Linked DNA regions of Mus musculus: regions 2, 3 and 4 are each linked to region 1. Evidence: chromatin contacts called from public capture Hi-C and promoter capture Hi-C data. All regions are on one chromosome and are shown on one strand. Each heading gives the region's core, a stretch centred on a gene start, on an enhancer-like site or on the middle of the called end of the contact. The rest is flanking DNA. Distances are from core to core; before and after follow the strand shown. Region 1 holds the start of Phc1 (polyhomeotic 1). Region 2 holds the start of C1rl (complement component 1, r subcomponent-like). Region 3 holds the start of Clstn3 (calsyntenin 3). Region 4 holds the start of D830015G05Rik (a long non-coding RNA gene).

Evidence for each region. Promoter capture Hi-C pulls out the DNA fragments that hold promoters and counts their contacts. Capture Hi-C pulls out chosen DNA fragments and counts their contacts.
Region 2: a promoter capture Hi-C map of neutrophils shows a contact between it and region 1, with 5 times the contacts expected there. The contact joins the promoter of C1rl here to the promoter of Phc1 in region 1. A contact is called at or near these places in 5 of 39 promoter capture datasets (the 3T3-L1 cell line, hippocampal neurons, neutrophils and 2 more) and 2 of 115 datasets of contacts at active chromatin or transcription factors (embryonic stem cells and stem cell-derived neural progenitor cells).
Region 3: a capture Hi-C map of embryonic stem cells shows a contact between it and region 1, with 7 times the contacts expected there. The contact joins the promoter of Clstn3 here to the promoter of Phc1 in region 1. A contact is called at or near these places in 3 of 39 promoter capture datasets (cranial neural crest, embryonic stem cells and hippocampal neurons), 4 of 115 datasets of contacts at active chromatin or transcription factors (astrocytes and embryonic stem cells) and 1 of 9 other capture datasets (embryonic stem cells).
Region 4: a contact with region 1 is called in a promoter capture Hi-C map of pre-B cells, with 10 times the contacts expected there. The contact joins the promoter of D830015G05Rik here to the promoter of Phc1 in region 1. A contact is called at or near these places in 12 of 39 promoter capture datasets (the 3T3-L1 cell line, the C10 cell line, cranial neural crest and 8 more), 1 of 484 Hi-C or Micro-C datasets (pre-B cells) and 2 of 115 datasets of contacts at active chromatin or transcription factors (astrocytes and embryonic forebrain).

The regions. Positions count from the first base shown.
Region 1 is chr6:122,337,309-122,343,076 of GRCm38.p6, reverse strand. Phc1 (polyhomeotic 1) reads left to right here and starts at 3,420. Exons shown (of 16, transcript NM_001355215.1): 1 at 3,420-3,479; 2 at 4,597-4,605. The coding sequence starts at 4,602.
Region 2 is chr6:124,490,039-124,495,806 of GRCm38.p6, reverse strand. It overlaps C1rl (complement component 1, r subcomponent-like), which reads right to left and starts at 2,694. Exons shown (of 6, transcript NM_181344.5): 1 at 2,577-2,694; 2 at 1,764-1,992. The coding sequence starts at 2,656. It overlaps Gm44096 (a long non-coding RNA gene), which reads left to right and starts at 1,405. Exons shown (of 3, transcript XR_003956364.1): 1 at 1,405-1,574; 2 at 1,672-2,016; 3 at 3,277-3,654.
Region 3 is chr6:124,461,200-124,466,967 of GRCm38.p6, reverse strand. It overlaps Clstn3 (calsyntenin 3), which reads left to right and starts at 2,184. Exons shown (of 18, transcript NM_153508.4): 1 at 2,184-2,547; 2 at 4,736-4,858; 3 at 5,241-5,436. The coding sequence starts at 2,484.
Region 4 is chr6:124,411,542-124,417,309 of GRCm38.p6, reverse strand. D830015G05Rik (a long non-coding RNA gene) reads right to left here and starts at 2,238. Exons shown (of 4, transcript XR_378022.4): 1 at 1,419-2,238. Pex5 (peroxisomal biogenesis factor 5) reads left to right here and starts at 2,243. Exons shown (of 16, transcript NM_001277805.1): 1 at 2,243-2,337; 2 at 2,860-3,023; 3 at 3,268-3,303; 4 at 3,609-3,741; 5 at 3,910-4,041. The coding sequence starts at 2,877.

The DNA.
Region 1 (5,768 bases), core at 2,171-4,670:
CATAAACTTCACTAAATTATGATTAAATAGTGGTGTAAGCTAAATAAACCATAAAGAATGGTTTAGATAAACTGGAGAACGACAAATGTTTAGTGGGTTAGCTCTAGCCCTGAAATGCCCTTTTCTCTGCTGAAAACCAAGGGACTTGGACAGCACTTGGCTTTAAAAATTGGAGTCTCGACAGGCGTGGTGGCGCACGCCTTTAATCCCAGGACTCGGGAGGCAGAGGCAGGTGGATTTCTGAGTTCGAGGCCAGCCTGGTCTACAAAGTGAGTTCCAGGACAGCCAGGGCTACACAGAGAAACCCTGTCTCGAACCCTCCCCCTAAAAAAAATTGGAGTCTCAAAATGCTCTTAATGCTCATCGTCCTCTCTTCCAGCTAGACCTTAAGAACTGCCACAAGATGGGGTGGGATGTGGAAGGTGGGTGGGGTGGTGTAGTTTAGAATATAGGAGGTCACTGCCTTGTTTCCCGAAGACATTCTTCCCATATTTGCATAAAAATGTGCTCCTCATTTTTCACTTCATTTACAGTCGAAGGCTTCCCTTGTAAAGTAAGAGCTATCTCTTCACAGGTCAGCTTGAAGAACCCTGCTCTGTGCTCAGTGCATGGCCGGGATTCCATTCCCTTACCTTCTGTTTGTTTTAGTTGCAGCCAAGTCCCCTTCCAAATCCCAGCGCTTCTAGACGTAGCAGGAGGGCTCAGCTCTGTGCAAAACAGGTCGAATGCATTTCCTTTACACCTGCTTAGGCTAATGACCTTCAGTGTCACGCAGAGCAAAGTTACCTTGCATGCACTCAATTGAACCATTTGTTTTGAAAGAGAAAAGACTAATTCCAGAAGAGTCATTAAATGAAAATGAGAAAGTTTAACAAAGAGGGGGAAGCAGGGAGGAAGGTGGAAGAGAGGGAGGGAGGGGGAAGGGGGGGACAGCTTAAGATCCATCTGGGAACAAAATTGTTTCTCTTTGTTTAGGTGGAGGTGAACTAGGTTACTCGGTATGGAAATGATTTTCTTGTGGATGGAGGCTTTCCTGTAAATTTAATTTGCTGTTGATTATATATATATATACATATATATATATATATACATATATATATATATATATGTATATATATACACACACACATATATAACTAAGTTAAATTTATTTTGGTGGAAATTAGTTAGACCTATGACCCAGTAAGCTTTGGAGATCTTTACATGAAAATTGAACTCTAAAAAAAAAAGAAAAGAAAATTGAACTCTTGGCCCATGATCAACATAGCTTGTGCTGCAATGGGTTATTCCTAGGCTAATGTCAGATAGAAGCTGAAATTATTCGGCCACTTTTCAATCCCCTTTTGTCATCCAGTAGATGACGAAACCAATGGTACTGGATTGAAAGAAAGAAAGAAACCAAAAAACTTGAGGTGGAATGTAGCTCTATTAGCAGTTCTTCATTGTTAAGGGGTGGAGCACAATGGGAAAGGGCCTTGATAATCTATACACACCCTATAGGTTGGGGAAATAAGGACATAAGCACTGGCATCTGGATGCTTTCTTCTGGGTTTATATATTACAGATCATATCCAGATTCATTGATGTTGAGTTTTCCTATAGAAGCCCTGTTTCTTATCCTGGCAGGGTATATAAATCTGAAAGTCATCTTTAGGTTGTTCTTTGATATTGAATACTGTTGAGGCTCAAAACGCCATTTGTAAGTCTCCGCAAGGAAGCTTTAACCTTGACCTGCCAAAGTTCTAGGTTTGAATGAAGTGGGTCCTGCTCCACCTGTTTTTTAACCACCAGATCTCCTTGCCAGAATGTTCCCATTCATCCCCAGCCAACACCTATCATCCTTGGCTCGGCAGCAAACCCTTTCACCTCTCCACACCCATGTTCCTGCCTCTCCAGTCCTTTGGCTGCCCTTTGGGATTTGCATACCCGTTTAACAGGTTCCTAGAAGCCTCCTAAAGATCTTACTTTACGGAGATCTGGCTATACCAATTAAGAGAGGGAGTTGAAACAAACACAAATGCATCAATTTATAATGAGAATGCCTCTCCCCCCCCCCCCCCCCTTAAATACAAATTAATTACACCTGGGTTTTCAATCTAGAGTGGGCTCAAGAAAACAACTAATTATGGCTGAGGTTAGCAAAAGATACAAATCCCAGCTATTATCACAAGGTAACACCCTACGGCAGGTAAAAGGTTAAGGAGAGCAGCTGTCTTTGCTAACAATGCTCTGGTTTAAAAAAAAAAAAAGCTTCCAAGAGTGGCCAGCACACAGTAGGTGTTCTAAGAGCTCTGAGAGACTGAGAATAATTAAATCCTGTTAAATTTGTGTTGCAAATAAAACGGGCCTCCCCCACCATATGCTCAGCCTTCCCAAAGGCAGCACCATTGTTCATCTCTTTACACCCCGCCTTTTCCATTGTTTTGGGCGTTGTGATTCTTTCACGTGTGCGTGTGACTTAAAGAGATTCCGAAGCACACAATCAACCCTGACGTCACAGACTTAAGTATTATTCAAAGCAAGTTGCTTCAGGTTCCTGCTTTTTAATGAACTGCTGCTTCTAACGGGTTCAGTTTCTGTGCGGCGTTGTTTCCCGCCTTCTTGGAGTTGGGGCGAGGGATTAAACACTCAGCATTCTCTCGCCGTTCCCTCTATCTCAAAGTTTTTCTTTTCTCCTCTTCCCTTCCCTTTGCTCTATTTCCTTTCACAGGCCGTCGTTTCTCAAGGGTCTTTGCTCCGCTTCCTCCCTCTGTGCCTGCTGGTCCCTTTGATCCTTTCTTTCGAGCCCCTATTCCCAGAAGCTGCAGAAAATACCTTCTTTTTTTCCCCCCCTTTCACGTCACTTCCCTCCCCTCTCCCCATCTCCCTCTCTTCTCCGAGGTGAGTCCCCCTCTAGAGGCCAGCGCTTTCTTAGACGTCTGCTTTCAGACGGCGAGCGGAATTCGAAGAGAGAGAAGGGGGGAAGAAAGGAGGAGAAAGAGAGCCAGAGCCAGGGGGAGAAAAGAAAAAGAAAAACAAACAAAAAAAACCCCACTCGGGCCTAGAGCGCGGAGGCCGGGGAGCAGCGTCGCCATGGCAACGGGCGCCGACAGGAAGCGAGGGACGCGCGCGAGGGCGGGCGCGGGGAGGGGGCGGGCCGGAGGAGGGGTCGGCTGCCCCGGAAGCACCTCCCCGCAGCCCCCTCCCCGCCGGCCCGCGGCCCCCCGGCCTCGGCCCCCCACCCTCGCGGCGGGGCAGGAAGTGACAGGCCCGCGCGAGCCCCCGGCCTGGCGGAGCCGCGGCGCGGCCAGCACCCGGACGGCGGGAGGGGCGGGGAGCGGCGGCCGCGCCGGGCACCTCCCACCGCGCCTGGGCCCCCGCCCCTCCAGGAAGGGGAGGAGGCGGCGCGCCGCCGCCGAGGCCGAGCGACCCCCCCCCCCTCCCCCGCCCCTGAGGTGGACGCCCCCCGCGAGGACTCGGGTGCGGAGCCGGGCGCGAAGGTAACCGGGCGGCCGCGGGCCGGGGAGGGGCCGCATCCCGGGGTCTCGGCGGCGCGGGGATGTTTCCTCAGCCACCTCGGCGTGTGCAACGCCCAGGTACCTCCCCCAGCCGCGCTCCTGCCTCCCGCTCTGCTGCGCTTTGCGGTGCTTGGGTGCTGCGCGTCCCGGTCTTCGTGCTTTGCGCTCGCTGTGCTCGGTGCTGTCTGTCCGTCACCTCGTTGCCTCTGACCGCTTCTCATTCATTTCTCCCTTCCCCGACTTTGGTCCTTCCATCCGAGCATGCTGTCTGGTTATCTCCCTGCTTCTCGCGCTCCGCCGGGCTCCCCGATCTCCCAGTTCCTCGACTTCTGTGCCTCCCCTGCTTGGCTCCCTACTATTAGAATATACATTTCCCTGCTTACCAAGTCCGCTCGCTTCGGGCACAGCACTGTATCCACCCCTTTCTCCTGGTGTGTTTGATTTCTCTTTGGAAATGCATTTTTTTTTTTTTAATCACGCTTCTGTGAAGAACAAGAACCCCTGGGAGTCTTTCCGAGGCGCCCCTCAACCCTTGCTTCTCACTCCATTCTTACTGCAACAGAGTTTTATACTCAAGGGTATTGACTTCTTCCAACACCTGACCCAATAGGCCCAGTAGTATGTCTACCTCAATATTAATTTCTAGTTCCTTCCCATCGGTGTGCGTCTTCCCCAGTTGAGTCCTTAAACACACCCACACCCAAAAGGTGGGAACGTTTAGGGTGGCCTTTGACTCTTAGTTTTAATTTTTGATTGAGTTTGCCACCTAAACGGTGTGCTCTCTTCACTTTCTATACTGAATCTGGAACTCACAACATTCATTGAAAAATGAGGATTTTAAGATAGATTTGTGTGCCTGCGAGGTTTTTGATGGCAGTTTCCCTGGTGAAAAGACTTTAAAATTGGCCCTCTCTGTTTCATTATCTGGGGGAAATGAGGGGGTCATCGAATTGATGAACGTGTTTTATATAAGGCTCTATTGCAAGTAACAGGGTCTTACGTCTCTGAGTGCAGTGAGATAACTCCAGTAATCTGTACAACTGTGCCATGCTGCCTCTAATCCTTACCCACTTTTTTTCCTTCACATGCTGATATTGAGGATTCATGGGTCTGTATCTGTTTAGTGCTTTGATATTTTGGCAAAAGATGTGGGGAGAAAGGTAGACTGAAGTTGATAGAATACCCTCTCTGTACCTCTTTCATTTTATCCGTGTGTGGAGTGGCATTTGTTCGGTCCCAGAGTTAAGTGATGTAGAGATGCTGGGAAGAGAATCCAGAGAAAACTCCACTTCAGGGGCCAAGGTTGAGACTTTTGACTTTTGTTTACTTGTTTGGGATTAATTCCTGAGATAAATCCATTCATCTAATGAAACTAGAGATAGCCCCTAGCAGAAATTATGGTCGGACTTTTATATTCCCAAGCCAAATAGTACTTGGGAGACCTGATAGTTCTAGTACCTCAGTGTATCAAAAATAAAGAATACACAGTGTAAGTTTAACGAAAGAATGAAAACTAAGGAGTAAAATGATGTCATTTTCAGCCGCTTTAGAAGAGTGTTTCTGCTTGCTTCTCTTGTTTCTTTTCCTTTTTTTGATATGTATTTTTCTTTTAATTTATTTTTTGCTGGTTTTAATGTAGCTGCCAGAGGGTAAATTCTTACACTTTAGTAAAGTTGAATTTTACTCGTCTCAGTTAGAATGCTACTTACTTGGGAGTATGTAACCTGTTCACTTTGTTGCCTTATTTGCTAATAGGGACACTGGAGTTATATAAGGAGAAGTAACAGCCCCGAGGCTTTAATTAGGAGCTTGGCGAGCAGCCAGTCAGCTACTTTGGATATTTGGGCAGTAGTCTAGCTCTGTGTCCCCAACATTTATCCACTTCCATGACCTGTCCACTCTGTCTACCTCGTCAGTGTCTCAGGACTCTCCTCCGTGAAATGAGGATAGGAAATGCTCACACCGAGTGACAGACACTGCTTTGATGACAGATTGTTGTTGTTTGCTTTTTTTGTTCTGGGAAGAGACAAAGTAGTGTAAAGACTCGATACACAGAAGATCCTTGTTCCCTCTATTATAAAATGGGGGCTGTGATATTTACCATACAGCACTATAAAAATAGCACAGGTGAAGGGTCTGTAGGGGCCAAGGAACGAAAGCAACTAGAGGCTTCACCAGAAATGCTGTCCATTGTTAGCATGAGAACCATAGATAGATGGAGATAGAAGTAACAGCAAGCTTTGAATGGGTGGAGTGTGAACTGTTGGAACG
Region 2 (5,768 bases), core at 1,445-3,944, 2.2 Mb before region 1:
TAGGTTAAAAGTATCTTAATTTAAAGACCACACACAATGAGTAAAACGCCATCTGTGAAAGTTCAGAACACTGGAATAAGGAAAATATTTACAAAGCCCTAGGTAGGAAAACAGAAGAATGAAAATGCTAGTAGCATCAGACTTTTAAACAACACTAGAGATAGAAGACAATGTCATCAACATTCTGGAAGCAAATGATTTCAAAACTGGATTATTATACCCAGATAAACTGTCCACTGGCAATGAGTGACCAACTAATCCACCTAGGCTGCCTAGAATTTAACATATCCTTTCTAAGGAGTCATTACTGGAGAATGACTGGCAAGCCAACAAGCTAAAGAAAGTAAATGTAATTAACCTATATCATGTGCTCAGACATGAATGCTTCCAAGTCCTAACTGTCAATAATAAATATTGGTTTGTAAAAGAATTGCTAATGGGAGAATGAGTGAGGGGAACTGTGGGTTGTGAAGGTCTCACAGCTGGAGCCAGCACCAACCCTCTATGCTGGAAGTTTAAAGGAAAATTAGACAAATATTAAAAACTGCATAGTAGAATAAGCATATCATTTGTACATATGGAGGTAAATACCATTGCAGATAGCTACTCTGTAAATGATTGCCCTTGGGGTAGGTTGAGCTATTGTTTTTCATTACAATCTCTGGAGGACTCTTTGTTGATGTTGTTTGTTTGTTTTTTGCTTTGTTTTGTTTTGGTTTGGTTTTTTGGTTTTGCCCTGGCTGTCCTGGAACTCACTCTGTAGTTTCTGCCTTGAACTCAGAAATCTGCCTGCCTCTGCCTCCCAAGTGCTGGAATTAAAGGTGTGTGCCACCACTGCCTGGCTGGGGTTTTTTTTTTTTTTTTTAATTCCTCTTCCTTCCCCACCTTCCTCCATAAAAGGAATTGGATCTAGGGTCTTGGCACATATTTTACTAATGAGCTGTATTCCTAGCCCTTTAGAATTTTTTAAAAAAGTCTTTAAATAAGATTTATAACCTAAGCACTCAGAAGGTTGAGGCAGGAGAACTGTGAGTTCAAAGGTAGCCTGGGTAACTTACTTTTTGTTGAGACAATGTAGCTCAAGCTGGCTGTGAACTTGTTTTGTATAGTTCAGGCTGGCTCTTCCTGACTTAACCTTTTAAGTTTTGGGATAACATGTCTCACTGACCACATCTGGCTAAGATTCTGATTTTTAAAAATTATATGCATATCTTACTTTGATATAAATAAAATTTAACTCAAAAGATAACATACTATGATTTAAAAGAACTCTTATTTTGAATAATGCCCTTGCTGTGATTTTGTGGCCTCTCATCCCAGGTGAACTTGATCGGTCTTCACTTGTTCTTCTGAGGGTGAACATTTGTCATTAATTACATCCAGTTTCCTAACTCAGTAGAGAAAGCACTCAACAAGGTCTAGCTAGGGAGGGTGAGATCCCGGGCCTTTGACAAGATTGTAGAGCAACAATATTTATGTGTCTCTTTGTAAGCTCTCAAAACTCAGGCTCTGCCCCGCAGCCGCCTTCTCTCAGAGCTTGGTGGGTCCCTGCGGATGCCTTGGTGGAACCCTTGGTGAGTTGCCAGGGACGGGTGGGAGGCTGTATACTGAGTGATCAGGCTGTAGCTAGGCCCTAGATCCTCTGACTTGGACACCTTATCTCTTCTCTAGATGGGTGGTTCAGAGCAGAGCTATCACCCACTGCCCATGGGAGGCTCCCTCCCCAGAGCCCCTGCAGCTCTCCACCCCCTTGTCCAGCTCACTGTGACAGAGTCGCCTTCACAGTCTGGGGATGGCTCCAGATCAAAGTCCTGGAAGGTCAGCCTCACAGCAAACCCCTCTGGAGCCTCGATGTCAGTGTGGCTCTCCTGGCCTTTGAGATATGGCTCTGGGTATCCAGGGGATGTCAGTTGCTGTGGTGACTGCTGGGCCAAAAGCACAGAGGCCTGTGTGGGGCAAGTATGGAGGATTCCCCAAAGGAGCCACCAGCACCTGTGAGTGAGCAGGGAAGACAAGGTGAGGTTATACAGCTCTACCAGAGGCTGTGTGTGTATGTTCTGTTGTGGCCAGAGATGATAAAGGCTCCGGAGGCTTAGGGACTAGCAGTTGTGTCCGTGGCCCCAGAGTGTTGGGCACTTCTGGATACCACTTTCCTGAACCGAGTCTGTGTAGGTTCCTATCTGGATTCCTCTGTAGCCCGATCTCCAAGACTGCGGGGTTTCTATCCTATGAAGACATTATTATGGCTCCTTTTCCTTTGTGAGTCTAACCCAGATGGCTTCCTGCCTCAGCCTTTCCTAACCCCCTCCTGGAGTACAAGTTAGGGTCATTTAAATAATTCCTGGCTCAGAGCACTGAACAGGCAAATTCAGTTAGTTCCCTCTGGGTCATCTGTCTACCCTCCGCCCCTCCCTGCCCCCCCACCCGGCCGTGTGTGTGTGTGTGTGTGTGTGTGTGTGTGTGTGTGTGTGTGTGTGTGTGTGTGTGTATACTTATGTAACCCCATGTCCTGCCTTCCTCCCTTCCTTTCTCCCAGCCCCTTTCTTTCTCCAGGGCCCTCTATGGTGCAAACTCACATCTTGCTCATGCAGCTTGTGGTGGGAGAACTCCATAGGCTGTTCTCCAGCTCTGGGACCAGGCCTCTGAACCCTGACATCTGGAACTGGCTAGAGTGCTTGGCTCAGGCCAGGGAGTAGGAGGTGGGGCTAGAGGAGGCCCTTTAGGGAGAAGGCAGAAGTTACTGGAAATGAGTTGAGACTCTGGGTGCAGGTCTGCCACCTGCTGACAGACTCAGGAATAGCTCTCACCATAATTGAAAGGAAAGACCTTTAAAACACGTGAGAGAGCAGAGTATGTGCACATGTACACATATGTACACATGACCTTTGGCTCTTTGCTTTTTTTTAGGGGGATGGGAGCTGAGATAGTCTTGCAAAACCTGGACTGGGCCTCCAGCTTGCTATTAGTGGAGGCTCTGCCTCCTCTCTAGCATTAGAATTACACCACACCTAGATCTTGGTTGTATTTTTGAAACAGGGTCTCACTTTGTAGCCCAGGCTGTCCTAGAACTCACTCTGCAGACTAGACTGGGCTCCAAATCATGCCAATCCTGCCGCCTTAGCCTCCAGAGGGCTGGGATCACAAGGACTTGCATACCCAGTTCTTCTGGAATATTATTAACTATATGTTTGTATCGTGGCTTGTGTGACACTTCTTATGACTCTACTGCTGCCTTTAATGAACTAATCTCTCCTCCCCCCTCATTTACCCCAGCAGTCTGCCTCTTGGAGAACTTGAAGTGTGTGACTCAAGAACCCCCGAGTCTTTCTTTCCTCTCCTTCTTGGTCAAGAACCAGTGAGTTCGGGCTGGAGAGATGGCTCAGCGGTTAAGAGCACTGACTGCTCTTCCGGAGGTCCTGAGTTCAAATCCCAGCAACCAGATGGTGGCTCACAACCATCCTTAATGAAATCTGACGCCCTCTTCTGGTGTGTCTAAAGACAGCTACAGTGTACTTACATATAATAGTAAATACATTTTTGGGCCGGAGCGAGCAGAGGTCTTGAGTTCAATTCCCATCGACCTCATGATGGCTCACAACCATCTGTGCACTCATATACATAAAATAAATAATAAATCTTTTTTTAAAAAAAGAAGGGGTGAGTTCATGCATTTTGTCATTTTGAGTCCCTACCACAACATCTGGAGGCTCCTCATATAGCAGGCTGTGGTCCATCCCCAGGAATCTCTGAATCCCTCGGGACTCACCTCAGCTGTCAACCCAAGCTGTAAGGTTAATCATATCAGGAGTCACAGCGTGAGTGAGAGGATTTTTCCCTGCACCCCCTGCCAAGGGAAGACACACACCCGTGGCTTGGTGAGCGTGGGAGGGTTAAGGATGCAGAGGTGAGCATGGGGGTGGTTAGGGAGCACAGGCAGAGGTGAGTGTGGGAGGGTTAGGGAGCACTGCAGAGGTGAGCATGGGGAGGTTAAGGATGCAGAGGTGAGCATGGGGGTGGTTAGGGAGCACTGCAGAGGTGAGTGTGAGAGGGTTAGGGAGCACTGCAGAGGTGAGCATGGGGAGGTTAGGGAGCATAGGCAGAGGTGAGTGTGGGAGGGTTAGGGAACACATGACGAGGTGAGTGTGTTAGGGAACACGTGCAGACATGGCTTGTCTAGTTCTTAGGAGGCAGGTGTGCAGAAGGATTTGCATTCTAGACTCACACACCAATCTGAGAAGAGCGAGTTGCTTCTTCCGTCTTGCATGTGGTCGTGTGGTTTCATTACACACAAAGTATGGTTTGAATGAGGATGGTTCCCGATAGTGGAAGAGACTGTGGCCTTGTTGGAGGAGGTGTGTCACTGGGAGTGTGCTGTGGGGTTTCAAAAGCCCACATCAGGCCCAGTCAGGATTTCTCTCTGCCTGGCACTTGTGGTGCACTTGAGAGCTCAGGTACTTCTCCAGCCCCATGTCTGCATGCCAGCATGCTCCCCTCCGTGATGATAACGGACTAACCCTCTGAAACTGTAAGCCAGCCCCCAACTCAACACTCTCTTCTATCAGTTTCTTCGGCCATGGTGTCTCCTCACAGCAATGGAACAGCAACTAAGACAAATGCATTCAGTGTCTTTGGTTTCTGCAGACTTAAAAAGATTAGGAGAGCCAGGCAGTGGTGTGCACACCTTTAATTTCAGCAGGTGAATCTCTTTGAGTCCGAGGCCAGCCTGGTCTACAGAGTGAGTCTCAAAAAAAAAATCAAACCAAACCAAAACACAACACAACAAAACTTAACAAAACAACAAAATGAGAGCAGCCCTGGTCCACACCTTTGAGGGAAAAGTGGAGACTGAGGAGCATACACAGTTTCCCAATCACAATTTTGAGACACAATCTACCGCTGTGGCATGTTCTGACCCTACACACCCTGGGGAGGAGTGGGAGGAGTGGGAGGAGTGGGAGGAGTGGGAGGAGTGGGAGGAGTGGGAGGAGTGGGAGGAGTGGACCCCTCTGGCTGAGCTCCCAAGGACCACTGAAACCTGTTTCCTCCTCTACCTACTAGGGTCACCCAGAGTTCCTGGGAAGCCAGAGGTCACTCTTATCCACAGGGTGAGCAGTCATTTTAGTCCATGACCAACTTGTCAGAAAGGAAACAGCAATGATTCAGCTAAGGTGAGGAATCCTGCAGTAGCTGGCCTGGTCTTTATCCTTGACAGTCTGCAGGGGCCAATCTGTACTCTATTTCTGAGCTCTGGTCATTCGTTAACAGAGGAAGAAACCTGAATCTGAGTGTCCAGGCTAGACCCTCTGTCAAACTGTCCCTGGAGATCTTCTGGAGAAGAGAAAGAGAGGGCTTTAAAAGTAGACTCCTGGGCAGGAGCCGGACCACAGCTCTGTCTTGCATGGGACTAGCAGGTATTTAGGACACACTGTTCTGGCTTAAACTGGACTGAGGAGTGTCCTGGGACAGGAGAGCTTTTGATTTTGTTTGTTTGTTTTTAAAGGTTTATTTATTTATTTTATATATGTGAGTACACTGTCACTCTCTTCAGACACACCAGAAGAGGGCATCAGATCCCATTACAGATAATTGTAAATCACCATGTGGTTGCTGGGAATTGAACTCAGGACCCCTGGTTAAAAAGACACGGGGAGACAGAGGAGAAAGAGACGGAAAGTCCAGGGCTGGTGTATGCTGGTCCCCATGGTGGGAATCGAACCTGAGTAGGAGGGTCCACTTTACTCCCACCCTGATGTGAAGGCCGAAGTTTG
Region 3 (5,768 bases), core at 935-3,434, 2.1 Mb before region 1:
TGCTTCCTGCCTGCCATAGCTCTGTCAAGACTGTGAGTGAGAGGCAGGGAAATGCATGCTAAGCCAACAGGTTCCAATGTTGTCCCACTCCAACATGGCTTCTCAGTGGGACCTGGAAGAGGAAGAGAGTGGGAGGAAGGGTCTGGAAGGGTGAAGTTCTTACTTAGGACATCTAGGTAGTGTTCCAAGTTCTTTTGGGACAGGTTGGGAGGGAGACATTGTTCCCAGTGTAGACAGGAGTAGACTGGGGAGTCAAGGGGGCTGTCTGGAAAAGGAGGCTCACAGACTTCAAGTCAGTCCCCACACACAGTGTGGGAAGACCCAGCTAACCAGGGCTTTAGTAGGGCTGGTTCCTTGCTGCAGTAAGAGATGCAGCTTCATGGGTCACACGGCCCCTAATGGAGGAGCTAGAGAAATTACCCAAGGAGCTAAAGGGAACTGCAACCCTATAGGTGGAACAACAATATGAACTAACCAGTACCCAGGAGCTCTTGTCTTTAGCTGCATATGTATCAAAAGATGGCCTAGTCGGCCATCACTGCAAAGAGAGGCCCATTGGACTTGCAAACTTTATATGCCCCAGTACAGGGGAACGCCAGGGCCAAAAAGGGGGAGTGGGTGGGTAGGGGATTGGGGAGTGGGTATGGGGGACCTTTGGGATAGCATTGAAAATGTAAATGAGGAAAATACCTAATAAAAAAAATTGAAAAAAAAAAGTCTAAAGCCTAAAACCCCAAGAAATTCCAAGATTATAAGGCCTTGAATACATTTTTAAAATAAATTATTTAGAATATATATATATATATATATATAAAGAGATGCAGCCCCACTCTGCCCCGCTGCAGTGATGGGCTCTGGTCTGCTGTGTGTAGCCCTGGAGCGACTGAGACTTAACAAAGTCATTCCTGGCTTCAGCTTTTTCTGTGGAATGACCTTAGAGCTGTCTGTCATTCAGAACTTGAGCTTTCTGAGTGTCAGTCTTGGCCTCCGAGTCATTTCGGTCAGGTTTGGGAACCCCGAGGGACGGGCTTCCACTGGAGGCTGCTGTGGCAGGCAGTGTGTGGAGCAGCTGTGAGTTCTGGCTTTATTCTTAGACTGAGAGGAAGGGGAGGGAGGGGGCATTCAGAGGTGTGAGTTGGGAGTGAGGACCGCCACAGGAGACAGGAGCCACAGTACTAAAGGCCTGGACTCTAGGCCTTCACAGCTCTTCCCCTGCCCCCTTACCATTGGCTGAATATGGTTCTTAAACGGGTGTTCTTGGTCTTCTGGGGCATGTTTGGGGAGGCAGAGGAAATGACCATCAGTGAGGGATGAGTTCAAGGGAAGGCTGAAGATTTTATACTCTTTGATTTGGGACCCAGGGTTTCCCTCTCAGTTCCGAGTCCTGGATACCATCAGCCCTCAGCCAAGGCACATCCTAACGGCTTGGAGGATATTGAAATCATTGTGTACCATGTCTGCAGCTGCCCACTTGCCTCCCAAACTGACCAATGATGTGGGGCAGCTCGATCACAGTTTAAGGTGGGGAAATCAGGGACTGTAAGCAGTAAGAAAAGACGATCTCAGATGCAGATGAACTGCCCTTCCAGGAGCGTGTGTGGAAAGGGCTGCCGGGAGTCCTTCCTCTTCCTCACCTAGGGCTCTTGTCATAGGTTTTTTTTTTTGTTGTTGTTGTTGTTTTTTTTTTTTTTTGTCTGTCTATCTGTCCGTTAGGTTTTTCTGGCCCTCCGCTGTCGCCCACAGGGCCCTGAGTTGGAACTGAAATGCTAGAATTTCCTACTCGAGGTTTTGCCTCCAGGTTTCCAGAAAGCACGCAGCAGGGACTAGCTAATGGAATGGGCTGTGGAAAGAGGTTAATGCAGAATTGGGGGTGGGTGACGTGGATACTGCCTCTCTTGGCCACCCCCAAGGCTCTTGACGTCTCTGTCTCACCCTACCTCCTGCCTTTCGGCTAGGTCTTCTGATATCCTTCGTATCTTCTACCCACTCCATGGCTTTCCTGCTTCCTCTCTAGCCCCCGCAGTTCCTCTGCTCCCCCAAACTGCAGCCAGGGGAAAAAGCCCTAACACATTCTCCCGCCCCTGCTCCCCAGTCGCATTGGTTCCCTACCCCCCCTTGCAGCACCTGGTGCCCTCAGTCTTCTAATTGGCCAGCGGCCCCATCAATCCTTGCCTGGCTGTGCTGACGTCATCCTGCAGTAGCGGGGATGGGGTGGGAGTGAGAGAGAGATAGAGAGAGCAAGCGAGAGTGAGGACGCTGGGCTGGAGACTGAAGAGAGAAGCTACTGCAAGTCCCCCATCTCAGCCACCCAGCGGGTCTGAACACATCTGCTATATGGACTAGAGTGGTCGGCAGGCTCCTTTCCGATCTTGTCCCCCTGCCCTTCCCTCGTAGTCTCTGCATTTCTCCCCCAAGGTGGCATTAGCAGGCTTGAGGCTCCCAGGGGATAGGAACGCCTGGCCTGGCGTGCTTAGCACCGCACCATGACCCTCCTGCTGGTGTCCCTTTTGCTGGCCTCTCTGCTTCAAATCAGCTCTGGCAACAAAGGTGAGATAGACGGGGATGGGAGCCTCTGAACTGGGGCGTCAGGCTGAGCAATATGGGGGTAAGGAGGGAAGGGGATGTTCAGGCTCTCTGGTGTCCGAGACAGGTGTCCTTTCCTTTCTCACCACCCCCTTTCCATCCTTTTTTCAGACTGGCTCTCACTTCCAAGGGCCAGCTCCTCCTCGCTGGTCCATCTCTACATGTGCTTGCCTAACATCCTGCTTGTATATCTGTTCCCACCTGGGGTCTCTCTGCCCCCTCCCCCAACCCTTCCATGCTGGTAGATACCTCCTGTCTCAAAGGGACTTGCTCCCCGAGGGTGACATTCCCTCAGGTTCCGTTTCACTGGGTGTTCATGCATACTAAGGGTGTGTGGCAGATCCATCTGGCTGTCTTCATCCCTTCCTGGGGAGAAACTGTGTACCGCAGCTCAGTAATTCCGAGCACGTATGTATTTTCGTGTCTCTCTGCATCCATACCCTTCTGCCTGCATCCGCTGGGTTGTGGGTTACCACAGCTGCCCTCTCTGGCAGAGAGCAGATAAATTCAACTGGGTGAGACTGTCAGAGGGAAGGGGAGGTTGGGGCCAGGGGCCGAGGGTTCAGGTAGGTAGAGGGGACAGAGAAAGTCTGAAAAGGGAAGAAAAGGGTGTGTGTGGAGGGGTGCTCCAGGAAGGAGGTGAGAAGGGAATCTGAGGAGGGAAGGGGAGGTGAGGAGTGGGAATAAGAAGTGGATCAGAAAGGAGGAAGGTAGAGGCAGAAGGAGGAAAGGAGAGAAGTGGGGGAGGAGGAAATCAAGGAAGAGCCAGGAAGCAAAGAAGGGATGAAGAACGGATATAGGGCAGCAGGTAGACATAAGACAGGGGTAGGAAGGAGGGCTCATTTGGTAAGGGCATAAAGACAGGGTTGTAGGGTGCCTGGCTCGGCCCTTGGTACCCTCTGCTCTTCTGTCTGCTGTCTCCCATGTCTGGCTGGAGCTCCTACCTCAGGGTGGTCCTCCTGGCTCTCAGGCTTCTTCTCACTTCCTGCTCGGCCTCCCATACACCATCTCGAGGCCTTCATTAAGGGAGAGGGTTACGGTGGTCATCCCCACGAAATGGAGAGGCCTGCAGATACCAGGATGTTGGTTGGGCTGTGGTTATGGGAATGGACAGAAATCAAAATTTCTTGCTCATCATGAGACACTGGGGTGAGAGCCCTCTGGTGACTCAGTTTCTCTCTGATGATCTATCCTCCCCTCTCCATGTCTGCCTTTGGGAACATGGATGGGGGGCATAGTGGAGTTAGGTGGAGCAAGTGGTGGAGGTTGGTTCTAGGGATGTATGTTTTCCCTATGACATCTCGAGAGCTTGAAGGAAGTTGATCCTGGGGAAGAGACCCTCCTTGAGAGGAGTCTGGTAGGAGACAGTGTGATGTGGAATAGGCAAAATTAGGGTTCAGACAGGTCTGTGGGGGAGCACGGGGTGTGGAGATCCCGAGAGGACCTAGAATGTACCGGTTATGATTGTATTCTCTTGGGTGTGGGGATGGGAAGGGAGGGATTTGCTGTGTTTCTAGGCCAGCTCCATAATCCCTTAGGATGGGTCCAGGCACAGCGCTGATTTCTATCTTCTATCCCTTCCCCTCTGCCCCCTCCTGCTGTCCTATATAATTGCCTTCTTTCCTTTCTCCTTTTCTGGGAGAGCGGTCTGAAGTCTGGGCCCGATCTGGAGAAGTATAGGGTGAAGGGTTGAAATCCAGCAGGTGGGAGAAGGGGTAGAAAGGGGGTAAACGACTGAGATTTCAGGAAACTGGGCTCTACTCTTGCCCCAAGTCTTAACTCTCAGTTCATCCTTCCCGTCCTTTCTCAAGACCTTCCGAGGGCTCACCATTGTTTCCTGAGGTTCCCATCACCATTTGCTACGGCAAAAAAAGACCTTATAGGAGATTCTCTACCCCTAACCATGATTCTCAGGGAGAGACAGTAGTCCCTTCCCCACAGGAAGGTAGTTGCCATGAAACTGTCTCTCCAGTTATAGAAGGCTGTGACCTCCTACGAGAGTTGCTGGTTCCTTCTGTAGCTCATCCTTCTCCCTCCGGCAAGGTGGCAAGGCATGAAAAAGGGGTCGCTATTGGGTGCAGGGTTAACAAGGGCAGCATCCTGGGAGTGGATGGTCAGCTCACTTTCTCTCTTCTTCCTGGGGTGGGGCCAGCCAACAAGCACAAGCCATGGATCGAGGCAGAGTACCAGGGCATTGTCATGGAGAATGACAACACGGTCCTGTTGAACCCACCACTCTTTGCCTTGGATAAAGATGCTCCACTGCGCTATGCAGGTAACTGGCAGGATTGAGAAAGTGGGTGGGAAGGCAGAAGAGAAGGGAGGGGTGAGAGGTCATAGGAGCTGGAGCAATGGGAAGGTGGGCACAAGCCCAGGGAAAGCATCAGAGGAAGGGGGTGTGAGGAGGAGAATGGGCTGCGCTGAAGAACCTAAGGTGCAATGGAGCATGTCAGAGTTGAGCAGCCAGGGATTAAACACATTATTAGATTTTACAGACCTTAGACCTGCTTGTTGCTCAGGGAAATTGGATGTCATTGATATTTCATGTCATCAAGAGTAGGTCTGGAGTTTGGGGGGAGATGTATAACTGGGCACAACCCAGCCAAAGAGTCTGCGGGCTGGTCATGGGGTCCTCACATCTTTTCCTGCCTTGCCAGGTGAGATCTGCGGCTTCCGGCTCCATGGATCTGGGGTACCCTTCGAGGCTGTGATCCTGGACAAGGCAACGGGTGAAGGGCTGATCCGGGCTAAGGAGCCCGTGGACTGTGAGGCCCAGAAGGAACACACTTTTACCATTCAGGCTTATGACTGTGGCGAGGGACCCGATGGCACCAATACCAAGAAGTCTCACAAGTGAGGAAGGCTATCTATCTGTTATGGGACCCTTCTCCCTCCTTCAACAATGCTTTCCCAGAGACAGGGCTCTCCTTTGCTAGGTGATACTATGATGCTCAGTTGAGCAAGTTCAGTCATTGCAGGATAGACCAACCCAAATCTGGGGGTGGAACCTATGACCTCACCTACACCCAGGAAACACTACCAATGGGCTATATCTCCAGCCCTAAATTTACTATTGCAAAGTTACTGATAATCATGAGTAATAGCATCTATTTTCTTCTTTCTCACTTGTCAACTGACTACTGTTTGTTCTAACATAAAAATAGTGCTCTTAGTCCTTGACCATA
Region 4 (5,768 bases), core at 989-3,488, 2.1 Mb before region 1:
GTTTTTGTCTCGGTTCCCTCGCCTGTTAAACAGGGATGCCTTGACATTAATAGTTATGAAGTGGATCATATAAGTCAGTATTTGAAAAATGTTTAAATCAAGCCTGTGGTGATGTAACTTGGGTCTGAAAATTAGAGGATTTCAGCCTATTCCTCTTGAATTGGCTAAATATTAAGGAATGTTTACCTTTATTTTATAACTTCTTATTTTATGGGTAAAATATGATTTTAACTTTGAACTTAGATGAAGAAGATATGGTTTCATATTTAAAACTTTAATGAGCTAATTATAAATATTAAGCACCCACATAACTTAATTTAGCCTTTCCCCTGGGACTGTGGGCCAGGCATTGTGAAGAAGTCTTTGGCTTATATCAAAGGTCTTTAAGGTCTACAAGGAAGACTTCTCCAAGTCTGGGATGCAGGGCTGTAGGTGTCTGGTGCTTGCACTGTTTAAATTTGTGTGCGGTATACGATGTATGTGTGGTGTGTGTGTGTACACAACTCTCAGGGGAAATAACTTTTCTGCTACTTTGTGGGCCCAAGGGATTAAATTCAGGCCCTTAGGCCTGTGTATAAACACCTCTACCACTGAGCCACGCTGCCAACTGCTTGCATCGATTCTGACTTCCTAGCTATTTGATTTTTGTGCAAGTCTTATTTGTAAAAGGAGGTTAGTAATAGCTTTCTCATAGGAGTATTATGAAGATTATGATTAAAAGTGCTAATGCTCACCAAGTGCTTAAGGCAACACCTGGGGGTTAACATGCATTTCATAAGCATCGGTTATTATCTCAATTATTCTCCCAAGATCTTGGCATGGTAAATTCCTGCTAATCAGTTACTAACCTCCTAGCAGAGTAGGAGGTTATGTGTGTGATGCGTTTTGAATGCTTCTGGGAGATGCTCTCCCATTTCCCCATGACCAGAAATTCAAACCATCATATGCTTTCCTTAAACACTGCTTTCTCCAGAGATTCTCCTGTTTTAACATATTCATCTTCCAAGATGGCATCCTTTCCTCCTTGGTGTGGTTTAGTTTATTCGTTGCTAGGTGTTTTTTTCTTTACAATGGCAGCCTGGAAACAGTGGACAGGGATGAAATTTGTGGTCAAGGAGAATGGGTGTATGTGTGTGTGTTAGGGCCTCTGAAAGATACTGACAGTGTACTAAAGACAGAAACATTGCACAATATTCTGCCTTGTTCAACCACTGCAGTTATAAGGGCAATTTCTATTTTCCCAGGGACGAATTTACACTGCCTGTGTTCCCTGAGGAAGGCTACCTTTGAAATCATCAGGGCAGCAAAGAACCAAGCCTGCCCCAGGGCGCCACCTACAGACTACCTGCTTCTCCCGCACCCCGGGTTGGGACGTACGTCAGGCCTTTCTAGAACCAGTTTCCTCCTAGCCCACCTACCAGCACTCTGAACCCCTCCCCTTCTCAGGACGTCAAGGAGTCCGTCGGTCTTGGACCTAGGTGAGCTATCAAGGTTTGCTTTCCAGTGTGACCTTGAGGTCTGGCACCCGAGCCATTTCTCTGGCAGATGGTGGAGCCTGAGGCTTAGGTTCATATTCCCTGATCAAAGGTATTCCTTGCCACGTTTCCCCAACTTGGAGCTGCAGGGAATCAGGCCATCGTGACCTTGACCAGTAGGAAAGAGGAGAGAGGAGTGACTCACAGCACTCTCCCCATCCATTACAGGATTGAGGTCTCAAAATGCGTTGGACCCTATTTTAGTCACCAGAATTTGTCATCATCCGGAGCTATTTTCTTCATTACGCAGAGATGGTAGAGGCAGGCCCCTGTCTCCTTGGAGGCTGTGACGCTGTCCTGAAGGAGCGTCTGTTGGAAGGGGGGTCAGGCCTAGGAGGCCGAAGCAGGTCATAGATTTGACCTCCGAAATCTCCCGGGCTCAGTTTGGGCGATTTAGAGGTGCAGGAGAACCAGGAAAGAGAGCTGAACCGTGGAACCTGAAACCTTGGTTTTTCTCCAAAGCCAGAGAGGCCTCTTCTAGCTCCAGTCCTCTGAGTTTTCCACTAATAAATCCTGGCGTTCTAGGGACTACTGCAGGTTTCCCCAATCCAACTGTCCAGGACTGTCTCCTTTAAGGATCTCGGCTCCGCCCATCACGCTGCGCAAGCTTGAGGCCCCGCCCCTTTACCCGTTTCCGTTGAGCTGGGCCGCAGCGCCGCCGTCCCGGCCCCTTTAAGGCCGAGTCCCGCCCCCTTGCTCCCGCCCCCTCCCTTCCCCCAGCCCACTCCGGGTGCCTCGGCCGGTCGGACGGTGCGGCCCGCGACGGCGAGCATTGGAGCCTGGGGGCGCGGGGTCGAGGCCCGTAAGTCCCCGCCGCTGCGGTGGCCTCGTGGGACGGGGTCGAGGCTGGGGCGACGGGGCTGGGGGCGCGGGGCGCTGGGCGGGGACGGGCGCGGCCGGGGAGGGGGCTCAGGTGACACGAGCTGGGATCGGGACCCGCAGCTGGCGCCTGACCGGGGGTGTGGGTCCCGGTGTACGGTGGAAGGCGTCCCCGCTGTCCCTCGTCAGGTTAGAGTTCGGGTCTAGCCGTGTTTATGATGCGCTCCCCGTGCTCCCCAGGGGTCCAGGCCCTTTTGTAGAGCTGCTGTTGGCGGGTGGTGTCTGAGCTGCCGTCCGCTGGAGGGGAAGCCCGAGCCGAAAGCAGCGTTTCGAGTGGGAAGGCAGGACACAGCCTCCTCTTGGACTCCAGACACACCTCGGGGGGTGGCCCCGGGGGCCTGGCCCTTGTGGAGCCGTCGTGGGCCCATCTGCTCTAGATAGGGCCTGAGGCGTGCGTTGGGAAAGTCTGGCTTCCCGACCACAGTTCTAATCTTCTGTCCATCAGGGAAGCTGCTGGTCACCATGGCAATGCGGGAGCTGGTGGAGGGCGAATGTGGGGGTGCCAACCCGCTGATGAAGCTGGCCACCCATTTCACCCAGGACAAGGCCCTTCGGCAGGAGGGACTGAGGCCTGGCCCCTGGCCTCCGGGAGCCTCAGCAGCAGAGACCGTGAGTGTTCTAGGAGAGCCTATTTCTTCCACCTGACAGCTGCTTTCTCTGTGTTAAAGTAATAGCAGTCACCATTCAGTAACACTGGAGTGAGCCTTGTGCGGCTTTACACAGACAAGGACTACTATTTTATAGACAAAGAAGCTGAGGCTTTGTGAAGGCTCTTGACTTGCCTCAGGCCACCTAAGCAGTAGAGTTAGAGTTGGGTTGTAGCCTGCTATTGTCTCTTTCCTTCTTATCTTAGGTTTCCAAGCCTTTGGGAGTAGGAACTGAAGACGAGGTAAACAGAGCAAGTTTCTTTTCTGTCTTTTTTTTTTTTTGGGGGGGGGGGTTGTGGTGATTTTTTTTTTTTTTTAAATCAGTCCACTCATACTTCAGTCTTTGAACTCTCTTTACCAAATGAGATTGCCTGCCAATGTTTTCGTCTACTTTTTGGGGTATTTTTCTGGTTTCCAAATTTACAGATAGATTTTTTTTTTTCTTTATTTATCTCCAGTTTTCGTTTCTCTGTCCAACATCAGTGGGCCCTGCCTCTGGCTGAGGCCCTCTGATCCTAATGTTCATCCGACCATCTCTCTGTAATAGTTGGTGTCAGAATTCCTGCAGGACCAGAATGCAACTCTTGTATCCCGAGCCCCTCAGACCTTCAAGATGGATGACCTCCTGGCAGAGATGCAGGAGATTGAACAGTCAAACTTTCGCCAGGCTCCTCAGAGAGGTGGGTTCAGGGCCTGGTAAGACGGGAAGAGGCCAGAGGGCTTCCATCCTTGGGTTTTGCTGGCATCGGGGGACTGAGATGCTGAGGAGAAAAAGGAGGTGTTGCCCATGAGTGAGTGTGAAGGAACCTGTTTTCTTTTTTTCTTAGTCTTCTCTTGTCTCTTTTAAGCCCCTGGTGTGGCAGATTTGGCCTTGTCTGAGAATTGGGCCCAGGAGTTTCTTGCAGCTGGAGATGCTGTGGATGTAGCTCAAGATTATAATGAGACCGACTGGTCCCAAGAATTCATCGCCGAAGTTACAGGTGAGGCTTGTGGGGACATCTGTAGTAGTTGTTAGGGAGCATTTACATGTCCTGTGTTGCTGGGCGTCCTGATTCCTCTTGGGATGGAAGGTGATTTTCGCTACTAATGACTTTTCTAGTTTCTTGATTCATTTCTGTAGGATGTTAAATGTGACTTCTTATAACAATTGTAGGTAATCAAAACATAATAAAGAGAAAAGTGGGTTTGGTTGGAAAAAAAAGAGAGGGGGTGGAGAGGGAGAGAGAGAATATGAATGAGAGATTAGATCTGCCTCTTTATCAGTAACTTGACTGCTTAAGTCTAGTGGAGAGGAGCTAGAGATTGGATGGGTAGCCCAGGAAGAGAGCAGTATTCATCTCGGCACCTAGGACTCTGGCAATTCAACCATCTTGAGTAGGACTGGGGTCTGAGAAAATTGATTGTGGAGTTCAGAACCCTGAAGTCTGGCTAGGCTGCCTGTATATATATTGGCTTTTCATTTGTAGATTGAACAAACTGTGGATAGAAAATGGAAAATGTATGTCTGCACTAAACGTATACATGCTCTTTGAGTTTTTAGACAGGATCTCTGTAGTCCAGACTGTCCTCCAAATTCCAGTGTAACTGAGATCTTCCTGCCCTCGCCTCCTGAATGTTGGGACTACAAGTATGAACCACTATGCCTGGCCATGTGTGTGTGTGTGTGTGTGTGTGTGTGTGTGTGTGTGTGTATTCACTATTTCCTAATTGATATAATTGCTATATATGTAACATTTACATTATATAGGGTATTATAAGTCATCTAGAGATGTCAGAATAATGGGAGGATTTTTGTGGGTTATATGTAAATATATCATTTCACGTAAGAGACTTCAGTCTTCAGAACTTTGTATCTGTATGGGTTTTAGAAACTAATTTCTTTATGGATGGTCTTTGAGGGTAAAGATCATCTGTAACAATAGAAATAATATCAGCTTCTCTGTGTTAAGTGCATTGAATGTGTTGTTTACTTATCTCTGCAAGATCCCAAGTTCTAGCTGTTGTTTTTAGGACCATTTTCTAGATAAGAATACTGAGTTTATGACTTGCTTAAGATAAAGCAGCATTGTGAGTGACTTGGTTTTTGGTTTTAATGTTTTTTCTTTTTAAAGATTTATTTATTTTATTTCTGAGTACACTGTTGCTCTCTTCAGACACACCAGTAGAGGGCATCAGATCCCATTACAGGTGGTTGTGAGCCACTGTGTGGTTGCTGGGAATTGAACTCAGGACCTCTGGAAGAGCAGTCAGTGCTCTTAACCACTAAGTGATCTCTCCAGCCCAATTTTTTTTTTTCTGGTTTTTCGAGACAGGGTTCTTCTGTATAGCCCTGGCTGTAGACCAGGCTGGCCTCGAGCTCAGAAATCTGCCTGCCTCTGCCTCCCAAGTGCTGGATAAAGGTGTGCGACACCACACCTGGTTCATTTTTTTTTTTTTTAAGTAGAATATCTTTTTATTTTTCTTAGGCATTTTATACATGTTAACAGTAAGTCTCACAGCACCCCACTCCAGCCTCTGGTTCCCACATTCTTTCCACTCACTCTTCTGAGACATCCCCTTTGGCAAGGTGGGGTGAGCGAGACGTCCCGTTTAGTGCTGAGTGTGCGACGGTCCCTTAGTCTCAGCACTCTGACACTGCAGAGAAGTGCCTCTGGCCCGGGTTGGGGGCAGCGCTGATCTACAGATAGGAGCACAGTGGACAGTTTGA